Linked DNA regions of Sus scrofa: region 2 is linked to region 1. A link is a contact called in public HiChIP or PLAC-seq data. All regions are on one chromosome and are shown on one strand. Each heading gives the region's core, a stretch centred on a gene start, on an enhancer-like site or on the middle of the called end of the contact. The rest is flanking DNA. Distances are from core to core; before and after follow the strand shown. Region 1 holds the start of PPM1G (protein phosphatase 1G). Region 2 holds the start of EIF2B4 (a long non-coding RNA gene).

The links. HiChIP or PLAC-seq counts read pairs in DNA pulled down with a chosen protein or histone mark.
Region 2: a contact with region 1 is called in an H3K27ac HiChIP or PLAC-seq map of alveolar macrophages. The contact joins the promoter of EIF2B4 here to the promoter of PPM1G in region 1. A contact is called at or near these places in 5 of 47 Hi-C or Micro-C datasets (liver, retroperitoneal adipose tissue and skeletal muscle) and 2 of 2 datasets of contacts at active chromatin or transcription factors (alveolar macrophages and skeletal muscle).

What each region holds. Positions count from the first base shown.
Region 1 is chr3:111,746,180-111,750,518 of Sscrofa11.1, forward strand. PPM1G (protein phosphatase 1G) reads left to right here and starts at 1,833. Exons shown (of 10, transcript XM_005655254.3): 1 at 1,833-2,233. The coding sequence starts at 2,114.
Region 2 is chr3:111,779,667-111,783,697 of Sscrofa11.1, forward strand. EIF2B4 (a long non-coding RNA gene) reads left to right here and starts at 1,995. Exons shown (of 13, transcript XR_002342807.1): 1 at 1,995-2,124; 2 at 2,496-2,539; 3 at 2,783-2,918; 4 at 3,113-3,317; 5 at 3,830-3,914. It overlaps SNX17 (sorting nexin-17), which reads right to left and starts at 1,879. Exons shown (of 16, transcript XM_021087689.1): 1 at 1,633-1,879; 2 at 1,095-1,169; 3 at 1-70. The coding sequence starts at 1,695.

The sequences.
Region 1 (4,339 bases), core at 583-3,082:
ATAATTAGGCACATTTTTTCATGTGCCTGCTGGCCATCCATATGTCTTCTTTGGAGAAATTTCTGTTTAGGTTTTCTGCCCACTTTTCCACTGGGTTGTGTTTTTTGTTGTTGTTGAGCATTGTGTTGTTGTGTTGTTATGGAGATTAAGCCCTGGTCGATTGATTGCATCATTTGCAACTATTTTTTTTCCCATTCTGTAGGTTGTCTTTTCATTTGTTTATGGTTTCCTTTGCTGTACAAAACTTGTACATTTGATTAGGTCTTATTTTTTTAAATTTTTTTGTCTTTTAGGACTTCACCGGTGACATATGGATGTTCCCAGGCTAGGGGTTGAATAGGAGCTATAGCTGCTGGCCTATGCCACAGCCACGGCAGCTCGGGAACTGAGCCACATCTGTGACCTACACCACAGCTCACGGCAATGCCAGATCCTTAACCCATTGAGCAAGGCCAGGGATTGAACCTGAGTCCTCATGGGTGCTAGTCGGATTCGTTAAACATTGAGCCGCGACGGGACCTCGAGGTGTTATTTATTTTTATTGTATTTCTATTACTTTGGGAGACTGACCTAAGAAAACATCGGTATGGTTGATGTCAGAGAATGTTTTGCCTCCATTCTCTTCTAGGAATTTTATGGTGTCATGTCTTATGTTTACATCTGTAAGCCATCTTGAGTTTATTTTTGTGCATGGTGTTTTCTAGTTTCATTGATTTACATTCGGCTATCCAGTTTTCCCAGCACCACTTGCTGAAGAGACTTGTCTTTCCCCCGTTTTATTTTTATTTATTTTGGTAGAACAAGAAGTTTATTACTCCCACTCAGTGGTTCCTGAGGGCTTTGATGTTTCCCCCACTTTATATTCTTTTAATTTTTTTGTCTTTTTAGGGCCCCACACGTGGCATATGGAAGTTTCCAGGCTAGGGGTCCAAACTGAGCTTCAGCTGCCGGCCTACACCACAGCCACGCAGGATCCAAGGTGTGTTTTCGATCTACACCTCATGGCAACACCAGATCCTTTTATTATATAAATTTTTTGGGGGGGGCACCCCATATGTATATGGAAGTTCCCGGGCTAGGGGTTGAATTGGAGCTGCAGCTGCCAGCCTACACCACAGCCACAGCAATCCTGGATCCAAGCTGCATCTTCCACCTACACCACAGCTCAAGGCAATGCCAGAATACCAGATCGTTAATCTGGTTAGTGAGGCCAGGGATCGAACCAGCATCCTCATGGATCCTAGTCGCGTTCGTTAACCACCAAGGGAACTCCTTCCATTTTTATATTCTTACCCCCTTTGTGGGTCTTAACTGATGTGTCTGGGTTTATTTCTGCGCTCTGTTTTGCTCCACTGATCCTTTCATCTCTTTTTGTACCAGTATCACACTCCCTTGATTACCGTAGGTTTCTATCTCTTACTCTCCTCTGATTTCATCCCGACCAGCACAGACGTCATAGATCAAGGTCTTCATTTTCTTTGTCAAAAAGACTCACATCCCACTGGCACAGACCTCACAAGGCCTGGCCAGGATACTTCATGCTCTCAGAACAAATACTAGCCAACTTTAAGTCAACCTTTTCGGGCGCGGTTCGCAGAGTCTGCGGGCGCGGAGGGGAGACAGGGAGCTGACACGCTGGAGGATGGACCGGAAGCCCCAGGTCCCAAACAAAAGAGCTCAGGCAAAACGCGAGGCCAGGAGAAGAGGCGGGGGACAGGGTGGCAGAGCTGGAGGCAACGCGCAGCCCACGGGGACGGCCCAAGCAGGCCGCGGCCGTTGGTGGGCGTGGCCGCGCCAGTCTCGCGGGAGCGGCGGTTGGGCGGGCCGTTGTCCCCGCGGGCGGGGCGAGTTGCTAAGGAAATGACTACCCGCGGCGCGGCGCCGTGCCGCGCCGCGCCGGCCGGGCGGGGTCTGAAGCGGTGCCGTTTCCGTTTCCGCTCCCTCTCTGCTCCCGTCCCGTTACCGCCTCCTGGCCCGCCTCGCGCCTTTCACCGGCACCTTGCGTCGGCCGCGCAGTCTAGCCCGCTCCTGCCACGCGCGCCCCCGGGGCTCCGGCTCCGGCACGGGTCGCGCCCCACTCGCCTTCCCCTGAGGTCGCCGGTCAGCCGCCGCCATGGGTGCCTACCTCTCCCAGCCCAACACGGTGAAGTGCTCTGGGGACGGGGTCGGCGCCTCGCGCCTGCCGCTGCCCTACGGCTTCTCCGCCATGCAAGGCTGGCGCGTCTCCATGGAGGTGAGGCGGGAGGGGCCCATAGGCTGGCGACTGCAGGGCGGGAACCCGACGGAGAAAGGGAGCGGGGGGATGGGGTCATCCTCGGGGAAGGGTCCGAATCGAGATCCTGCGACCGGAGCAGCAATCTGGGGGGCGACAGCGAGAGCGGGGCCGAGGCAGCGAGAGAGCTGCCGGTGCTAGGGAACCGTGTGCCGGTGGCCACCTTGGCGGTGAGGGCTCGGCCATGTGGGGAGAGGCACCTTCCGCCCACTGACCGACGTCCCCGTGCCTTCGCGCCATCCTCTCGTGCTAACCCAGCCTTCCAGGCTCGCAAACGGTGTGAGGTTTAGTGTGGGAGTGAAGATGAAAAGGGACTATCCATTGATTTTGCTAGGGAGAGGGGGATAGATGTGAATGAGTGTACTTAAAAAAAAAAAAAAGAAGTGATGTGAGAGGGTTCTTTGGACGAGGAGTTTGACAGTGAAAGGAAGCCGGGTAAATGGTCTGTTTCAAATTCTTAATACCTAGTTGCCTGGCCCTGGGCACCACAAATTAATTTCGGAGGTTTGACTTGACTTGCAAGAATTGTCTCTTGTTTGTTTCAGGGCCTTTCATGGCCTTTGGAAAACTTGAATTGTGTCCATCACGATAATTTCTTTTTTTATAATGCTTGATTTTCTTTTTTTCCTCACTCGGGGTTTCTCTAAAACTTGGTACTTGTCTTTTGCCTGTGCTTGTTGTAGTTTATAGTTTCCTTGATTTTCAACAATTTCATCAACTTTTTGTCTTAACGTACAGAGAACTCTTTTTCTTTCATAGAAAATTTTGCTATGGAAAAATTCTGGAGAAAAAGGCATAGTATTGGGCAACTGTATGGGAAACTGCAAAGGAGAATGGAGAAAACTATGGTAGGAAGGGAAGGGGGAAAGACGTGTGACATGTTTTTGTGAAGAGTACCGGGAGATCTAGGCAGAGGAGCCAGGGAAATGCTCATAATTCTGTCTGGGATTGAGGGTTGATCCATTTACTAGGTGGGCTTCAGGTAGCAGCAAATACTGTCTCCCTTGGGAATTTCTTCAAATCCCTCACTCCTCCCTGTGGTTAGCTCTGGAATGACAGTGTAAACTTGAATGGTTTGTTCTCAAAGTGAAATTTTGAACCCACAGGAGACATTATCATTAGGTGTAAAATTTCCGGAATGGAGAGGATCCTATAGTTATCTCACTAAGATTGGCTCCCACCCTTTACTGCTCAGAAATTGAGGCTGGGAGAGATTAGGATACTTGTGCCTTGGAGGAAAGATCTGTAGGATGGAAATGGTTCAAGACTCTTGCTGCACTGTTCTCTGTGTCAGGCTGAGGTAAAGCCTTCACTTTTGACTGTGGTGCACAGTATTGAGCTTACTGAGTACTTGGTAAATGTAATTGTCTGACTTGTAGGAATATCTGGGTGAAGCTTCCAAAGGAAACCCTTAATTTAAGGCTGGGGTTGGGATTAGCTGGTAATTTGGAGTTCTGTTTCTATGACATTTTCTGTTAATTTGGTAAGATTTGAGGTGACTGTCTCATCTCATAATAAAGCTTTTCTTTCAGGTTTCTTCTTCAGTATTTTCGACTCTCCTCTCTGCTGTGGCTTTTCCATTTCTTTGGTACTCTTTCTAGTTTTCTTTATAAATTGAGTTGCTTGGATATTCAGTTTTCCAAATTGTTTGCCCAGTGATTCTGTACTGTTTGCTTCTTCTCTGCAGGGCATTTCCCTTTATTTTTGGTTCCTCCTCTAGTAATTAGAACATGACTTTTCATCAGAGGCAGTTTAGTTTGTAGAGATCTTACTAGACTATTCCTTAGATTCTAATCCTCCTCCTGGGAGATAACCACTTAGGGTTTCAAAATCTTATTATGCAGTATTTGATTTTACTTTTGTTTAAATAGTTAAATATATCTAATAAAATACACTCCAAGTCCTGTATGGGATCCTGTTCTGCTGCAATGATACTTTCGCTTCTGGCTTTATTTCCTCTCTCCCTTAAGTATAACAGTTTCTTTGCTATGGCAAGAAAATAACTTGGACTTCTAGCCTCTTGAGTGAATCTTAATCTTTTTGGAAAATGTACTCCTGTTCCTCTTA
Region 2 (4,031 bases), core at 745-3,244, 34 kb after region 1:
CAGGGGTCAGAGAGAAAAGCTTCTTTGGGGGGAATGCAGGAAGCACATTGGCCCCATATTCCTTCCGAAGCTATTTGGAGAAAGAGATACAATTCTTCACACAAACACAGCAAAAGAGAAGAGGCAACACACACTCATAATGTCCTCCTGGGCTTTCCTTCCCCTGCCTCAGTTCCTGCTCCCCTGTGTCCCCTGGTCATCCAGGAAATGAGCCCTTTGGCAGAGGCAGCATCCCAAGGGAGCGCTGTCCTAGATACAGGTTCTTTCCGATCTTACTGTGTAGAAGTCAGCCTCTTCACAATACGGGGAGAGTTTGTAAAGGGCCTGGGTTTTGGGAGCACCTTGATGATCTAGCAAGGCTGTGTTCACTGAACCCTCACAGGAAGCAAAGGGCTTTGTAAGAAAGGTTTGTGTGCACAAACAAGTAATGGCTAAGTATGTTCGCGACGTGTCTTAGGACTGAGAGGGACTTTGCAGATCAACAAATCCATTTTTCAGGTGTGAAAGCCGAGGCCCAAAGAAATCAGGTAACTTGCTTAGGGCTGCACAACCAGTTATGAATAGAACCAGGACGCTGTACTGAGTTAAATACAGAGCTCACAATTTGGTGTGGAGAACGGAGAAACATTACATCATCGACACATACGGATAACTGGAACAGCTACACCCACTCAGGTGAGTCAAGGAACACAGAAGGAAACTGGTGAATGGTTTGTATGAGCAGGGAAGAGAGTTTCAAGTGGCAGCTCAGATGACAGAGGGAAAGTGCTTTGGCAGTGGAGCGGGGAAGGGTCGTCGGTTTCTCCATGCACGGACAAAGGCAGTGTACAGGCTGTGTAAGGAGGGGACCAAGAAGCAGGAAGGAGGATGTTAGTACAGGGAGGCGCAGTTAGAGGCGCAGATTCGTGGGGAGTCCCCTGGAAATGTCAGACGATGGTAAGATAAAGCACCAGATCCAACATGGCAGTGATTATGGTAGTGAGTAAAAGGGAACTACAGCCCCCGGGAAAGCGACGAGGGGGAAAATGGAGACACTGATGCCCAGGTGTAGGAAAGGGCTTGAAGCTGCCTCAAGGCAGGAGTGCTAGTCCCACCTGCTCGTGCAGCCCCAGGAGCTGACTGTAGCGCACTCGACAGTGCAGGACTCCATTCACGTGAATGTTATAGGCCTGAGGACACAAAAACAGGCAAGCATTTTAAGGTCGCGGTCTGGGCGACCCCCTTGAGAACCCTGGCCGGAAGTTGCCTGGCACAGCTCTGCCTGATTAAGGCGCCGAGATCTTCCGAAGGTTGCCAGTCTGTTTGCCCCGGAGCCAGGTCCCAAAGCAGAAGGACCGGTCCCGGGGAAACCCGGGCGCTCGGGCTGGAGTCTTCCTCCCCAAGAGGCCAGTGACGCCCACCAGAGTAGCCGCGGCCCAGTCGAGGGAGGTGACGCGGCGGAACAAAGGACCTACAGGAGCTGGGGAGACCTCTGGACGAATCTGAGACGTAATATAAGCTCCCAGCGAGGCCATCGGGAGTTGGCGGCCAGTGACCAGGCCCGAAAGGCGGCGGCCAGACCTCGGAGGCCGCTCGGAGGGCTCCGGCCCGTTATCCCCGCCCCTGCCCGGCCGGGCTCCGGCCGCTCCTCACCACGTAGGCGGAGCCGCCGCTGTCCCCGCTGCGGGACTCGGTTTCAGGAATGGAAAAGTGCATGTTCCCTGCGGCAGGGCCCGGCCGGGCTCCGAACTGTGAGGGCCGCAGTGGCTTTGCACGCTCGCCTCCGCTACTCAGCGCGTCCCCGAAGCTTCGCTCGCCATTTTTGGGCGGGGGGGGCGGCCGTTGAGATCCGAGGAGGGAAGGACTGGAGACGTCCGCTCTGGGGCGCAGCTTCCCGGGGAATCCTGGGAACTGTAGTCTAAAGGGCAAGAGCCTACTGCCGGGATTGGGAACCCAGGTTTGACTGGGCCCTTATCGCGACCCATAGCCCGGGCGGAGCCGCAGAGCACGTCGGGGCTTGTAGTCCTCTGGGTGGGGGAGCTGCGCTCCGCAGCTGTCGGCCTTGGGGGCGCTCTGGTCCCTGTGACTGCAGCGGGCGGAGCCTAGGACGGGTGATGGCTGCTGTGGCTGTGGCTGTTCGCGAGGGTGAGTGAAGGGGCGGCCGCACAAACAGGTACGCGAGCCGCCAGGCCCTGGGAGGCTACGGCTGGGCCCCGAGCCCCTCTCGGCCCTGTCGTTCGGTTCCGGCACCGCGCGGGAATCTGGTCCGCGGTGTCTCGGACGCACTCCGCCCTGCGCGTCGGCCTGTTCCTGCGGGAAGGGTGCGTGCTCTCTCCTCCCCCCGCCGCCTTTGATCCTGCTGCGCACTGCGTCCCCACGCGGATCCCTGGCTCACCTCCCGCCTGGTGGAGGAGCCGTGGTCATGCGGACCCAGCAGCCAGCTGCGTCGAGTACGAGCCCCTCTAAACCCTTCCGGAACCTCTCTGATTCACTTTGTGCCCTGTTTTCTGATGCAGACTCGGGATCTGGGATGAAGGCGGAGCTTGCTTCTCGGCCAGGGGTAAGTGAGGGTGCCCTCCCAAGCCGCCTGTCAAGCGCTACGCAGGAGGCAGTGTCAACTTATAAGCCTTATTGGTAATGTGACTGCGATCCTGGGGGAAAGGCTTCCATCCCTGTGGGCTGTTAGCTTGTAACAGGTAGCTGGTAAGAGTTAAGGAGCATTAGGGACCTTTTGGGAATCCTGTAGTGTTTATTCGTTTTTTGAAATGGTTGGGAAAAAGCAGTATTTATGTCTGTGTCTTAGGCAGGGGGGAGGGAGATGACCCAAGAAGAAAAGCTGCAGCTTCGGAAAGAAAAGAAACAGCAAAAGAAGAAACGGAAGGAGGAAAAGGGGACAGAACCAGAAACTGGCTCTGCTGTGTCTGCAGCCCAATGTCAAGGTGCGGGGGCTTTTTTAAAGGGCTGGGCTGTGGAGCTGGTAAAGGGATGTGGCGGGAGAGAAGAAGGGGAGACAGGACAAAGTTGGTTGGAACAAGTGAAGAGAGACAAAGTTTAGATAAACAGAAAAGAAGCTTTGGTTGGGGCATAGATAGTACCTGCCTGGAGCTTGGGCACCTCTTCCATCTACCCTTAGTAGGCCCGACCAAAGACCTGCCAGGACCGGACAGTCAGTTGGGCACTGCCAAGGAGAAAATTCCAGCAGGTCGGAGTAAAGCTGAACTTCGAGCTGAACGGCGAGCGAAGCAAGAGGCTGAGCGGGCCCTGAAGCAGGCAAGAAAAGGGGAACAAGGAGGGCCCCCTCCTCAGTCCTGCCCCAGCACAGCTGGAGAAACCCCTCAGGTATTTTCCCATCGTTTCAAGACCTCTGTTGGCTCTCCATTCCTGAGTTAGCTAGGGCTTCCCCACTGAAAAGCAGCTCTTCTCTCCCATTCTTCGCCTTGGTTCCCAGTTCTCTCCCCAACCTTGTCCTCCCCCTGTTTATTTTTATTTTTACTTTGTCTTTTTAGGGCCACACCTGCAGCATATGGAGGTTCCCAGGCTAGGGGTCGAATCGGAGCTGTAGCTGCTGGCCTACGCCACAGCCACAGCAACACCAGATCTGAGCTGTGTCTGCACCTATACCACAGCTCACGGCTGTGCCGGATCCTTAACCCACTGAGCAAGGCCGGGGATCAAACCCGTGTCCTTATGGATGCTAGTTGGTTTTGTTACCGCTGAGCCATGACCAGAACTCCCCCTGTTTCTTCTACTCTTTTCTCCTCCACCTCAAATTTTTTTGATGTCCCTTATAACCCTGAAAGCAAATTTCTCATCATGAGCTAGTGTCTTGAAAACACGTCTGTTTTCTTCTAGGAGTGAAGCGGCTACCTGAGCACACCCAGGTTGATGAACCCACACTTCTGAGAAGGCTTGTTAAACGGCCCGAGCGACAGCAGGTAGGGAGTGGGTTAGGTGTGTGGCCAGAAAGAGCCTAGGGAGGGAGGAAAGTTGCTCAGGGCAAAGGGAGACCCTGGGAAAGGCTGGGTATTTGGGTCAAAGTGGGCTCGCTGTCT